Regions from separate parts of the Anser cygnoides genome. Here region 1 is linked to region 2. A link is a contact called in public Hi-C data. All regions are on one chromosome and are shown on one strand. Each heading gives the region's core, a stretch centred on a gene start, on an enhancer-like site or on the middle of the called end of the contact. The rest is flanking DNA. Distances are from core to core; before and after follow the strand shown.

Region 1 (3,009 bases), core at 37-2,536, 49 kb before region 2:
CTATGTCAGCCGTGTGGCGCTGGACAGGTAATAGAGGAGTCCTTGCATTGCTCGAGCGCGCTGCAGGGGGCTGCAGACGGAGACGCTAAAACCGCGTCCTTACAGCACCTGCCGCGTGGCGTTGATCCAGCAAGGCACTTGGGGACGCGCGAGAAAGCTGAGCGCATGAAAAACCCTGCTGCTTTCCCTCGGGTGGCCCAGCCCGTGCCCAAGCGCTCTGCTGGATCAGGCCCAAAGCGACTACTAGGCGACGGCCCCTTCCGCGCGGGGCCTCGAACGGCGGTGGCGTTTGCGGGCTCCTCGCGGAGGGTGGAAGCCGGCGTCGCTGGCGCTGCCAAACTCACTGACCTCTAGACGTGCCCCCGGTCCCTGCTCTTGCTGAAGGTCGTGTTTCTCTTCGCAATTATTTGCTTATTTTGTAAATATACAACTTCTAGTACTTCATTTTTTTTAATCTCTGTACATAGTTGCTTGTTGTGGGATGCACTTGTAAATATTTTACCCAGCTAACAAGTACAGATGGCTAATTTTGTGGATAGTGTTTACAAAAGTAGATGTACTACTTCAAAGAAAAATGCTATTTGACACTTACATTTAGGCAATCACCGGTGATGCCAGGTTCCTCTTGAAACTGAAATTTCACATCCGGAGGTGTTTGTACCTGGTGTTTTTAAAATTAGATGAATTAGAAATAATTTTGCCTGAATTTTTTATTTAGGCACGAATTTTCAACCCTAGCTGCCTCAATGTGGGCTTAGGAGCCTCACTTCTGGCATCTAGGCCTGTGAAATTTTAGCCAGTCATCATTTGGAGTATGTTTTTTTTATTGCTGAAAATTTATGGTTACGTTAAGCTGCTTTTCAACCTCTGGATCAGTTGCTGTTTCCCAAACTAAAACTTTTTTTTTAACGTGCTTTAAAATCAGTTGTTAACCAGCGTTTAAACTTCAACCTCTGTTGAGGAAGCGAGAAGGGAGGGGAAACCCTTTTCGGTTTGTTTATTTCGTCTGGGATTTCTGCTTGAATGCGGACAAATTTCTTGTGTTCTAGACCGTGTTGTGTTGATCAACAGAGTAACTGCACTTTTCCTCTCTGAAATGCCGTACGTTCCATAAATCCGCAGCATCCTCTGTCCCCAGTCACCGGCTGAGCTGGGACATGGGCTGCGTAGGGCATCCCGCACGCCTCTGTTCAGATGGGGGCTCATTTTCCCTACAAATGAAAGGTCAGCACCCAGTGTGACGATGACTATGCAGAAGCCAAACAGCATGTTTTTCTTCTCCATTATCTTAATTTACTGCTTTTAGTTTGGGAAATAACAACGCTTTTAGATTTGGTTTAAGCTTTGAAATCTCCCTCGTTGCAATAGGACTAGCAAGTCAGGGGCTGGAGGGCTTTAATGAAATAAAAACACGAAACGGCATCCTTAGCAATCCTGCTCTATTTGCTTCATGCAGTTTCTTTTTTTTTTTTCTCCCCACTTCTTGATTTTATGTATATTTGTGTAATTTGTCTTTCTAGAGCTGTATCTTCAAAATTATTTCTTTTGGTGTAAATATGCAGTAGCATTTTAGGTTTCCACATATTTTATTTTAATGGGAAATGCTTTGTGTTCTAAGCCATGGGTCACTCAGAATAAGTAAACAAATGTTTGTTCATTTGTATTCCAGTTCTGACTCTCTTAGTTTTCCTTCGATATTTATTAGTAATCCTCTTACTGGTCACAAAATTTTATGAAGCTTGCGTTGGGAACACTTACGTGGGAGGCTGGCAAAGCGTTCATGCCATTTTGTGGCCAGAAGCATATGGCGGAGGGGAGGAAAATGGTGCTTCAGCAAAACTCAGCATTTCTGCTCTTCTGGGGTTATTAATTCAGTTGTTTCCCGCCTGGGCAATGGTTTTGCTAATTTTTACATGATTTTAATAGATATATGAAGGAGCCCTTGGTTACGTAGTTCTCAAGTATTGTCCCCAAAGTGCATTTGCTAGTTTTTATTGTGTGTTCGGTGGCTAACTGTTTGAAGTATTACCTCTTAACCTTATTTGTCATTTTTTTTTGTGTTTTTGCATTTTGTTTTATATATATAAATATATATATATTCAATTTTCCAAGATGGACTCGGTCTTTTTCAGATGTCCCCTTTTTACAAGTACTTTTTCATTAAATTATGAAACTGCTAACAGTATTTTCATTTGTTGTGATTTATTCAGGGCTTTACCCTCCGTGTCTGGGAGGCTGTTAAACTAATGGGTCTAACAGCAGTGCTGTGTCCATCAGGAGTGAATTATTTCTGCAGAGCTGGCAATACTTTAAGTTGAAATGTCAAGGAAAACCTTTCCCCTTCAGCCTCCCCGAAGAAGAGTCAGTGAGCACCGATTTGCTGTGTTTAGCAAATGGTCCGAGCCTGGCTTTTGTTTCTGCCTAGCCCAGCAAATGTAACAGACCATTTGCTGCGCTGCTCTCACTTTCTAATATATTTGCTCGTGTTGTAGCACGACAGTCTGTCCCTGGTTGTACAAACCAAGCTGTAGAGGGGGAGCTGCAGCCTGGCCTTCCGCCTCACCCTGCTTCTCATACACCAGCACGTGTGCACGGCCGACATTGACACTGCCGAGTAAAGGAGGGTTCAGGACAAGCACGTTCCTGGGTTTGATGGTTGGTGGTGTTTTTTCACGACCTGTTGCTGTAGTTCCCCTTGCTCCCACAGGCCGGTGCTGTGATATACCGTGCTGCTGCCTGCCCGGGAGCTGGGGAGGAAGCAAAAGAAGGCAGCAAAAGCAAGGATGGAGAGTGAGGAGCGGGTGGAGCTGCACAACCCTGCTGATAACATCCATCCTGCTCTGGCCAGCCGCCCTCAGGAGGGCTAGGGCGTTGTGATGCACGTGTGGGGCTGAGTGAAACAGGGCGGCAAGTCCTTGGCTGGAAAGAAAACCAGAGGGAAAGGGCACTAAAGGAGCATATGGAAGAGAGGGGGTTAAAAAACCAGCATGAGGAAGAAGCCGTAAGTGA
Region 2 (3,266 bases), core at 550-3,049:
AATTTCTGTTAAAATTTTTGTTAATAAAATTGAACTCTAATTATCTTTCTCCTCTCTGTTATTCTATAATACACCAAAACATTTCCCTTATCTTGCAAAACCGATGAGAAAAAGCACATCGTGCAGCCCTGGTTCCCAAGTATCCATCACATCAGGACAGCAGTATTGTGCTCAGTGTTGAGCTATCAGAGTGGCATTTTTACTCTGAATTTGCCTGCTGCAGATAAAGTCAGGGCTGTCCCTCCGTGATGGCACGGATACGTTGGGATGCATTCGGGCTACGTAAATCCCACCAAAACCCTTGTGCCAGGTGATTCCTGCTGCCTGGTACTAGGTCACCAAAGGCACCTCATTGACAGACATGGGGATCAGGAGTCAGCACAGCAGCCCCAGAAGCAAACGCAGGGAACCAGAAACCAACTCCAGGCACATCTGGGACATATTTTTTCTCTAGGGCACAGACCTGCAGGGTGGCTGTAGTGCCGACCACCTTCCCAGGCCCTTCTTATTGCGCAGGGTGATCTCCCTGGTGTTGCAGGCTGTCTCCTCACTGTTTGCCCTGCTCTCAGGCGTCATCACAGCTGCAGCCGTCAGATATGCAGCCTTCTCTCTGAAATGTTAGGCTGCCTGTTTGTTCCCAAAGACAGAAATTAGGTGAGGGTTGAGGGGACTTATCAGTCAGTCAGGGCAGGAACAAACACACATTGCCAGGGTGTTGCAAATGTCCCCAGAACAAGCAAACACCTCAAATCCAGGGAATTCAGCTAAGGTTGTTTACCAGCTGCGTGGCATTTCTGCATGTTATGGAGTAAAGAAGTGGTGGTGTGCAATGTCTGGAAAAAAAAATGGTGAGGGAAGAAAAAAATCTCTCGCAACATCCCAGATATTGCCAGCATTCAATAAACCTCCGAAGGCTTGAAGTCCTCCGAGAAGATGATTGATTTCTCTCAGACTGAGTGCAGTTTATCTTATTTTGGGCAGCCAGGCCTGTTTAAATGTATGAAGTCCAGTTTAAGCCTCTCTGACTGGTGTCGCTCTGACTAATAAACCAGAAATATTTCACTCTGATCCACAGCTATAAATCAGGCCTGTGTTTCCATCAAGATGCAATGCTGAAGCTTCTGTATCTATGTGTTTTGATTCTCATAAATGTAACCAGCTTTAAACCTTTTTATTACCAAATGCTTCAAAAGCTCCTTCTGGGTAAGAAGTTCTTCTGTGTCCAATATCTTTGAACTCCACTATCCATCTTTTTAATGTAGACATTTATTTTGCAGGCATGGTGAGAAATCTTGGGCTCCCCCACCTCCCCCCCCGATCTTGAGATCTGCTATCATTACTTTTGCAAATATTGCTATAGGTTATCCTTTCCTTGACCCTTCCTTGGGAGACATGCTTATTCAGGGCTTAATCGCTTGCTGATTAATTTCCCGTCATTCCTCCTTTTACTGGCTTCCTAAATCCCCCCTAGAGAGATTGTGACCTAGGGACTAAACCAGGAGCAACTGTCTTGCTATCTCCAGTAATTCCAGAGCAGCTGAAGAAGAACTGAGACCCAAACCTGGGTCCTGAGGTCCCAGGACCTGAGGTCCCAGGACCTGAAGTCCTGTTATAATGCCTCCAGGATAAAATATTTTGGTATTTCAGTTCCATGGTTTTTTTTTTTTTTTGGTTTGGTTTGGTTTGGTTTGTTTTTTGATCTTCCTGTTGTTCGTCTCAAATTAACACAAAAACAACTTGTAATTCTTCCTCTCTACAGCCATATTTCCCAATTAGCCCTGACAACTTCACACACGATGGTTCTCCTGAAACTGTTCTCAGCCACTTTCTGTCATGCCTATGGAACCCCCCCCAGCCTATAAACAGCATCTCCTCTTTATTACCTTCTCTTTTGCTCAACTTCACCCCTCCGGGCATTTTGTCCTTTTGGTTCCTACCTTTACAACCTGCTCCATGTCTATCTTATATCTCCTGAAAATTTTGGGATAATTTAGAGGAGTGTTGATCTATAAACAGCAGTCTGAAACGTGGCACAACCATGGAGGCTCAGCAGCCCTGCTGTCCTGGGACTGCCAAGGGAAGAGGCTCGGCAGCTGGATGTTAACCAGCTCTGCCCGCTGCCACTCCTCCAAGTTTCGCTCTGTGCAAGAACACGGTTCTTCCTTTTTGCTCTGCAAAACTGAGATAGTGAAGAAGGGGTATCTGGAAGATACGCCCTTGCGTGAAGAGGCACGACGTGGTAGCAGCCTGAGTTTTCCCCTCGTCCTGGCCGCGGTGTGATCGCGGAGTCCCACTGCAGATGACCCACTAGGAATGCTGCCCTGCGGGGGGAAGAGAAGCCCTGTGGGCACCCTGCTTCCGAAACCGCACCGGGGGTTTGCGTGTTTGCCTCTGTAGGGCACTCCCTCCCTGCTTTACCGCCTGCCTGCTTCCACAGGAAAGCTCGTCGAGGACCTTGCCTGGATTTCTGCAGGGAGCCGTCATAAATACGGGTGAATTTCCAAATTTCCACACGGATGCGAGCCTGGCAAGATGAGGAAAAGAAACTGAAGGACGGAAACTCTGTGAGAAAGGGGCGAAGCAGCAGACACCTAAGGTACCACTGGTATATTTATAAGAGTTTTTATTTTTTTTGGGGTTTTAACGCGGCCGGAGGCCCGCCACTCCCCCCCCGCTGCTCCCTTCCACCCCCAGCCGGCCGCGGGCTCCTCCCGCCCCTCAGCCACCTGCCCGGGGCCTGCCCCGGCCCCAGCCCCGGCCCCGGCCCCGGCCTCGGCCCCGCCCGGCCCCGGCTGCGCCCGCGGCCGTGCCGGGGAGCCCGGGCAGGCCCGGGGGAGCGGGATGGCGGCGGTGCCGCCGCTGTGAGGAGGTGAGGGGGCGCGGGGGGAGCCGCCCGCCCTGCTGCGGGCCGGGGGCACGGCTGCCGGCAGGGGCAGCGCTGACACGCCGCGGGGAGCGCTGCTCGGGGAGCGTTCCGCTTTTCGGGGTTTTTACGTTATTATTAATTTTCATTCCCCTCGCCCTTCTGCTCGGAAGCTCGCTCCGCGCTGGCGCGGTTGGCGGGGTTCGCGTTGTCTCCCGGACTTGCCGTGGCGGCAGTTCCCTTCTGGGCGGGCTGCCGCTGAGGTTGGGGTTTTGTCAGGGCGGTGGTCGCTGGCACCCCGGGCGGTTTCCGTTCCTGAGGGCTCGTTTTGTTTAAAATGTCATTATTCTGCGCTGAGGCTGCCCGGGGTCGGGTGGGAAAGCAGGCACCGGCTCTGTGGGAG

Evidence for each region. A called contact is a pair of places that touch in the nucleus more often than the background predicts.
Region 1: a contact with region 2 is called in a Hi-C map of liver, with 2.8 times the contacts expected there. The contact joins the enhancer-like site here to the promoter of PLCXD1 in region 2. A contact is called at or near these places in 2 of 7 Hi-C or Micro-C datasets (both in liver).

What each region holds. Positions count from the first base shown.
Region 1 is chr1:139,592,843-139,595,851 of Taihu_goose_T2T_genome, reverse strand. JADE3 (jade family PHD finger 3) reads left to right here. Exons shown (of 11, transcript XM_066983254.1): 11 at 1-2,185. Among named protein-coding and RNA genes, the nearest start is that of PLCXD1, 48 kb to the right of the region's middle. Within about 2 kb of position 1,286, at least 1 of the 3 cell types and tissues checked has open chromatin away from gene starts, as enhancers often do. A contact at or near this core is called in liver, where this site is marked.
Region 2 is chr1:139,544,530-139,547,795 of Taihu_goose_T2T_genome, reverse strand. It overlaps PLCXD1 (phosphatidylinositol specific phospholipase C X domain containing 1), which reads left to right and starts at 1,799. Exons shown (of 7, transcript XM_048051174.2): 1 at 1,799-2,596. The coding sequence starts at 2,517.